Linked DNA regions of Ovis aries: region 2 is linked to region 1. Evidence: chromatin contacts called from public Hi-C data. All regions are on one chromosome and are shown on one strand. The core of a region is the stretch at or near the end of the contact, and the rest is flanking DNA. Distances in the headings are between cores, read along the strand shown. Region 1 overlaps THADA (THADA armadillo repeat containing). Region 2 overlaps THADA (THADA armadillo repeat containing).

The links. Hi-C and Micro-C count contacts between places; a contact is called where the count stands out from the background.
Region 2: a contact with region 1 is called in a Hi-C map of tail adipose tissue, with 4 times the contacts expected there. The contact joins two enhancer-like sites. A contact is called at or near these places in 2 of 16 Hi-C or Micro-C datasets (mixed tissues and tail adipose tissue).

Annotation. Positions count from the first base shown.
Region 1 is chr3:80,744,553-80,748,354 of ARS-UI_Ramb_v3.0, reverse strand. THADA (THADA armadillo repeat containing) reads right to left here. Exons shown (of 38, transcript XM_060412225.1): 26 at 1,190-1,281. Among named protein-coding and RNA genes, the nearest start is that of THADA, 93 kb to the right of the region's middle. Within about 2 kb of position 2,549, at least 12 of the 54 cell types and tissues checked have an H3K27ac peak or open chromatin away from gene starts, as enhancers often do. A contact at or near this core is called in tail adipose tissue, where this site is marked.
Region 2 is chr3:80,923,473-80,927,408 of ARS-UI_Ramb_v3.0, reverse strand. THADA (THADA armadillo repeat containing) reads right to left here. Exons shown (of 38, transcript XM_060412225.1): 32 at 1,438-1,817; 33 at 568-686; 34 at 94-166. Among named protein-coding and RNA genes, the nearest start is that of ZFP36L2, 60 kb to the left of the region's middle. Within about 2 kb of position 2,543, at least 16 of the 54 cell types and tissues checked have an H3K27ac peak or open chromatin away from gene starts, as enhancers often do. A contact at or near this core is called in tail adipose tissue, where this site is marked.

The DNA.
Region 1 (3,802 bases), core at 1,300-3,799:
ATGTGGGTTCAATACCTGGGTCAGGAAGATCCCTTGGAAGAGGGTGGGGCAACCCACTCCAGTATTCTTGCCTAGAGAATCCCATGGACAGAGGATACAGTCCATAGGGGCTGCAGAGTCGGACACAACTAAAGCAACTTAGCAGGCATGGGGTGATAAACAGCAATTTAAATGACAATTCAGAACTACCAATAGGTTTCATTAGAATTACTAACAGTACATCAAATAATTATTTCATGATATTTTCTAATCCTTAAGGCTTAGTTCCACCACAAGAAAATATATTTTAATAAACGAGCTTAAAATCTGAATTAAAAGTTTGATCATCAACTTTTTTTGGCAGGAGAGGAATAGGGCTTGATTCATCTCTAGAGCATCAAGAGAAAGACCACTGGGCCAAATCAGACCCTAAATAGTTACAGGAGGTGATTAAACACGCAGCGACAGTGACATCTAGTGTTAACAACTGCAAGCCAGCAGACTGCCATTAAACCCTCCCAACTGCTAATAAACAACTATTCAAAGCTTCTCTTCTTTAAAAACCAACAAACAGAACTTTTGCCTTGTATCCAAAGATTACTCATAATCAAAGTGTTTCAATAAGTTTTCCTCCAGACATTAAAAAAAAAATCCTAAGAGAAAAACATCTTAGAGAGTAAACACAACACAGAAGACCTAAAAGTTGAAAGCACTGTTTATTCTGTGTGTCCAGCACCTTTAACTACTCCCCCTGGCTACAGGTTAATGCAGAAGTAACCTGGGACATGGCCTGATGAGTATACCATAGACATTTAAACTTCCAGTTACTATAAAAGCAAAGATATTGCACAAGCTAGTACTTGATGACACATTAAGAAAAAGCAATTTAGGACATTTCAGGAATACCTGAAGAAGATTAAATCAGAAGCAAAACAAAACAAAAACAACTTTAGCTGCTGCACTGAAAAACAAGCTCTACATTTCAGCCCTTGCTACCTCCAATATTTTTGTTGCTTTGAAAGGTCCACTTATTAAACAGTAGATATTTTTGCCTAGGGGCTTAACATTTGGCAGCATAGGTTCATTTACTATAGTATTTTTATAGTTTTATGCTCTAGATCAATCTATAAAAGTAAGCAAAATTCTAAAAATTATTTTTGGCCAGAATGATATTTTGTAAAAAATAAAGTTAGCATTAGATGAAGCTTACCTATTTTTTTTGGAAAGTTCATCCTTTCCCCTTTTAACTCCAAATATTCTTGTGATCAAGGTACTGAAGAGAAGCGTGGATGAATTTCTCACCTGTGTAAAAATACACAGTACAAGTTAAGAAATATTCATGGCATGAAACCAACATTTACAATGTTCAGACATTTACAATGTTCAAAACCATTACCCGATTGCCTAGTGTGTGGCTAAAGAAGATAGAGTTGTGTTCATAAAATAAGACAATTTTCAATAACTTTATAGCAATTACTTCATTACTATGAAGGACTTCCTCTTAAACTGAGCTCAACAATCCAACCACATGTACATAACACAGCTTTTTCCTGTACTTCTTTACAACCACCAACTGTTGCATTATCTCTTTGTACCTGTATCATCAAGTAACCATTTTTAAAAAAACAAAACCAATAAATTCATTTTTCTACATCATTTCTGATGAATATCCCAAGAAAGAGCTTAGCTCTTTCCTTTTATTTTCTACAATCATTTACCTATGAGAAAATACTTATCAGATCTAACTCAATGGATCCACATTATTAATATGGCCAATAAAATACTAATCTGCTTCCCAACCAATGTATCAAGACAGTTTCCTATGTCATAAAAATGTCTTGAGTATCAAGGCATATTGTGCTGTGCTTAGTTGCTCAGTAGTGTCTGACTCTTTGGGACTCCATGGACTGTAGCCCACCAGGCTTTCCTAACCATGGGGATTCTCCAGACAAGAATACTGGAGTGGGTTGCCATGCCCTCTTCCAAGGGACTTCCCAACCCAGGGATCAACCCAGGTCTCCTGCACTGCAGGCGGACTCCTTACCATCTGAGCCACCAGGGACATTGAAGGTGAAAGTCGGTCAGTCATGTCTGACTCAGACGTGTCTGACTCTTTATAGCAACCCCATCAACTATATAGTCCATGAAATTCTCCAGGCCAGAATACTGCAGTGGGTAGCCTTTTCCTTCTCCAGGGGATCTTCCCAGCCCAGGGATCGAATCCAGGCCTCCTGCATTGCAGGCAGATTCTTTACCAGCTGAGCCACAAGGGAAGCCCTATACCAGGGATATTGGGCTTCCTCAATTACCTTGCCAAATCTGAGTAGAGATGTATAAATATGTACTGACTTTCCTAAGTATGTAAGGCCGTATACTAGCACCATGGAGAATATCCAGAAATAGAAGACACACACTTACTGCTAACACAGAGCTCATATTCTAATTAGACAGGAGTTATACAGTGTGTTAAAATAGCAATGTAAGAAGAAAGGTAGCTGACAGTAACAATGTAGGATTTAGAAAACAGCTTCCCGAAACTACTGCAGTAAGGATCACACACTCAAACGCCCACAAAGGCAGTGAGTTACACAGGCGGCAGAGGACTGGGTCTAAGGCAGGCACTATTAAGCTGAAGCTGAAGCTAATGCCCTGAGGAAAATGTAAGCCCGGTGTTGCCAGATCTTCTGCTTTTTCAACAGAAGCCAGAAACCCTAAGTTTTATGTGAATTCTATTTTGAAATGTTGGCAATAAATTAAAGAAAAAAAAAAAAACCGTATTGCGGGAGCCAAATAAAACACAGTTGTGGGCCAGATTTGACATATCAGCCACCAGTGTGTAACCTCTCCTCCAGAAGCACATGACTGACTCAATTTATGTGCGGTAACTCTTGAAATGGACCACAGATACACCGGCACAATTCATACCTTAATTGCAATGAAACTCTAAAATTGGACAAGCTCACTTACATCCATTCCACAGTTAACAAACATTAATGAAATCCCTGATATCTCCAAACAAGTCACTCTGTCCTGGTACTCTACTGACATCCCCTCTGACCTAGCTCAGGTCTTACCTCTCACCTAGTCTATGGACTTGGTTCCCAAAGACTCCTTAGGTTGAAGATGACTTAGTAAAGTCATCCATGACCCTATCACCTTGAGATGGACAGGTACACACTGCTATATTTAAAAGTAACAACCAAAAAGGACCTACTGTGTAGCACAGGGGACTCTGCTCAATGTTATGCTGCAGCCTCGATGGGAAGGGAGTTTGGGGGAGAATAGATACATGTATATGCATGGCTGAGTCGCTCTGTTGTGCTCCTGAAACTACCACAAAATTGTTAGCAGGTTACACACCAATATAAAATTAAAAGTTGGTGGTTGTTTTTTTTAAAGAATCACACAAAAGCATAAAACGAAAAGAAAAATCAATACACAAACTTCATCTTGCCCTAAACCAAACTTTCTGACAAAGACTGCCAGAGGCAGTAAAGTTAAAACAGGACTGCCTGGAGAGGAAAGGGGAAGCCTGAGGAGGCACACTTTATCAAAACCATAGAGGACTGTTTTACAGACTGAATGAGGGCCTGCAGAAGGAAAACTCCCTTGTTTGATTCAACAGGCTGAAGGCAGGAGACACATAATGTCTTTGAGTAATGTTAAGATGGATCAGAAGGATTACCATCCTGATCCATTCACCATCAAGTTCCCTCATTAGTGGCCAATGACTATCATTAATTTTTCCAGTAGATACAGCAAATTAGTGGTGTTCTACCATTAATTAGTTACAGTTTTTAGAAAAACTACCATTAAAAAAAAA
Region 2 (3,936 bases), core at 1,294-3,793, 180 kb before region 1:
ATTCTGCCTGTGGGATGATTTACTTTTACTGACACCTTCCAGGGAAATCAGAGAACAGAAATCTAGACCCTATGACAGGGGAATCAAGCTTACCTCGTCACACGTCTGCATGTGGTGGGCAATCACTTTGGAGGTGAGTCTCAGAGCTTCACTTTGAATTTCAGACCTAGAAAGGTGAGCCAGAAGACACACCAAACAAAAAATCACCCTGAAATTAATATAGTACTGTAAGACAATTACACTTCAATAAATATACAGTTATGGAAATAAGTAAAATCAATTATTATATATATATGGTTTTTGCAGTCAGTTTGTACTCCATGTGGCTGTGAAGACTGACAGTCTCTACCTCGTGGCTACACAAATGCTTCTGGAAGCAATTACCTTTTGGTAATTAACGGGAAACTCTGACATCATTCTATTGCTTGGGCTGAGAACATAGCCTGAGACTTAGAAAGAAATACAAGACCTGAGTCCTTAGGCCAGGGCTGCGCTCAAGTTCATTACATAAATAACTGACAGGACCACGTGTTGTACCGAGTTCGCACAGGGAGCACTGGGGCAAACCTTTCATGGGAAGCAATATCCATCGTCCAGATCAGGAACTCCTTTGGGCTGAGATGGACACGGTGCTCTGTCTGAGGGAGCCACTCACTGGGGTCCAGGCAATGGAGAATTTTCAGTATCTATGTGAGCCAGACCCAGGGAAAACAAACAAACACACAAACACCTCAGGAAAAAGTCTTCAGAATCTAAATAAAATAATCACTTGTATGGATAAAGAAGTCTAGCTTTCAGAAAACTCCCACTGTCTTCTTTTTTCCCGTTAACAGCTTTGAGAGAACAAGACAGTTGGGAGCTGCGGCATACTGAGATCAGAGGCTAGATGCCATATTCCTAGGTCAGTGTCCTTTCCTTAAAAAAAATTTTTTTTTAAAATTTCTGACCACACCACTAGGCATATGCAATCTTAGCTCCCGGCCAGGGATCGAACCCACACCCCCTGCATGGAAGCATGCAGTCTTGACCACTGGACCACCAGGGAACTCCCAGTGCCCTCTCCTTCTGATTGTGCTTTCAGGTCACCATCTGCCCCTAAAGCGCCATGTCAGCAGAGACTCACCCGTTAGCACATTCTACAGCCAACTTTCAACGCTCTGTCTCCTTGGGCACTGAGTGGCTTACTCTCTCAATCTCTGTCTTTGGTTAATCTCTGTTGGCAATACCATTATCATCAAACACTTTTCTTAGTGCCCTTTAAGGCACGAAGCCACGCCAAGCATTGTGCAAAGAGAGTCCTTGCCCTTTGGATGCTGAATCTCCTTCCTATCCTGGAGATGCCACACCCAGTCCCACCTCATGACTTTCCTACTCGAGTGGGGCTCGCCAAAGAGTGTGGGGAGAGGAAAGTGTACCCATCAGTACACAAGACTTTACCTTGCAGAGGCATTCTGGGTGATTTTCCTTCAGCACCAATGTCAAGAATGTCCCTCCCATATTCCACAGTAAGGGCGGCAGTCCCTTCTCCCCCAGAGCAGAGGCTGCTGTTGAGAACCTCTCCAGCAGGGCTTCCAGCGTGAGCAGGCGCACTTCAGGGAAGGAAGACTCCAACAGCTGAGAGAAGGAGATGGGAACATCCCTGTTCTGCTCTCCAGCCTGGGCTGCTACTGCCCACACTGCAGCAATGGCCAGTTTGGTGAGGCTCTGGAGATACTGGGGCAGGCCTGGCACTGTGTAGGTATAGGGGAACCCTGTTATCAGCTCTGATCCTGAGATGATCCTTCCGATTTCCTCCCAGAAGCCAAGATGCTCCAGAACTAAAAAAACAGAAAGGCAAATTAAAAGAGATGATCACTTTATTCAGGGGTCCACAAAGGACAAGGGAGAATATGCAAGGCTCTGGATACCCTGGGCAGAACTACCAGACCTCCTTCCTGAGTAGATTTCATATAAACCATGTATGAAGTGACGAGGCCACTACGATTCAGAATTCTGGCCCTGAAGTACTTTCTATTCAGGTAAAATAATTCCTTCCGCGCCACCCCAGGGTCACAGAAGGCATTTGTATCAGAAAATGCATTCCTGGTACCTTTCCCTAACATCCAATACATACAAACTCCGTGACCTCTTGTATCACCAAGTCTCAAAGCTGAGCAGGATAAAAGGACGTCTAGTCCAAGCTCCCTGCAGGGGCTAGATCCCCTCAACAGCACCTTTTCTCAGAGGCTCTTGGTGGAACCCAACAGGGACTTGGAGCTCACGAGACAGACTGTTTCACTGTTTAGTAGATCTAACTGTCACAAAGTTCTTTTTGGAGTTTCCACTGAGTGGCCTAATTCTGCATTATCAGGCCCCCAGAGAGCCCTTTAGGCATCTGACTAGTTCTTGTATCCCGTCTGTGTTCTCCACATGAAACAGTCCTTCTGCCTTCAACTAGTTTCCAGATGACGGGGTCCACCCTCGCTCACTATTCTGAGCCCCCTTCCTTTGGACATGCCTCACCCCCTCTTCAGGCAGGGCCCCAGAGAAGGGAACGCGGCTCCCTCGTGGTCTGAGCAGTGGGACTGCTACTTTCCCTGTTCTGACATGAGGTTGCTGCAGTTGTATGACACCGGTGACTCATGTGGAGCATGAAGTCAACTGAAACTGCAGGCTTTTCTTTTTCACATGGTCTGCTGACGGTGATGAGTCACTCAGATCAAGACTTCTTTTCTTTGTTTGTTTGCTTTAAACCCAAATAGATACCTGTTAAATTTTATCTCCCTGTTAAATTTTGTAACTTGCCTTTTAGATCACCGAAATCTTTTTGTAGCCTCAGTTCTGATCGCAAATACTTATTATCTGCTTGCTGTGTGCTGGGTGCTAAGTGAAATAAGAACACTGCCTTTATAGAGTTTAGTTTAGTATTTAGTTGGAGAAAGAGAAATGAATGACTAGGTGATTCCAATCTAGTAGTGGAAGTCTTAAAGAGGAAGAAAGAGGAAAATGCATTGGAACCACCAAAGGTTCAAAGGCATAACATGGAATGGACCATGTGGGGAATGATAGGCAATTTGATCTCAGCACAGAATTCAAGGTGGGGAACACAGTGACTAGAGAAGCAATGCGGTCAGGATGCAGAGAACCTCCTAGGCCACGTGAAGGAACCTACACACTCTTCTGCAGCCAAGGGGATGCCACTGAGGGGTTATTTTAAGCAACAAGATCAAGTGAGCATGTTCACTGAACTGTTTTTATTGCTGAGAGGGCAATATTAGAAGCAAAGAGACAAGCCGAACAACTGCTGCAGTCATGGAGGAGAGAAAGGATGAAGTAAGGAAGAGAAAGGGAGAAGATGTATTTTACCTGCTGCCAAAAAGCTTCAAAACTGATGGGAAGATAAAACAACTACTAAAATGGCAAAATGCTTGGTGCCCTAAAATCACTAGGGAAGGGCTGGTAACTGTTGAGTATTAATGTGCCAGGCACTATAAAATATCACATACCCATCTTTTAATGAGTGAACAATAATTACATTTAGAATTGGTGGCTCAGATGGTCAAGAATCTGCCTGGAATGTGGGAGACCCAGGTTCAACTGTGGGTCGGGAAGATCCCCTGGAGAAGGAAATGGCAGAGGAGCCTGATGGGCTATAGTCTGTGGGGTCACAAAGAGCTGGACACAACTGAATCTTTGTCTTCTTAGAGTTGACACTCGTTGAGTATTAGTCTAAGCACTTTAATAAGTACTAACTCATTTAATGAAATAGGCACTATTATGATTCCTCGGTATTTTACAGGAAACAGAGGTCAAGTTACTTGCCTACGGTCACACAGGAAATAGTAGGTAAAGGAAATACAAAAGCCATAAGAATGACCAAAAGGAACGCAATGTACACTTACTTTCTATTAGAAGAAGTAAAAAAAAAAAAAAAGGCGATGGGGAGCTTTCAGGAGG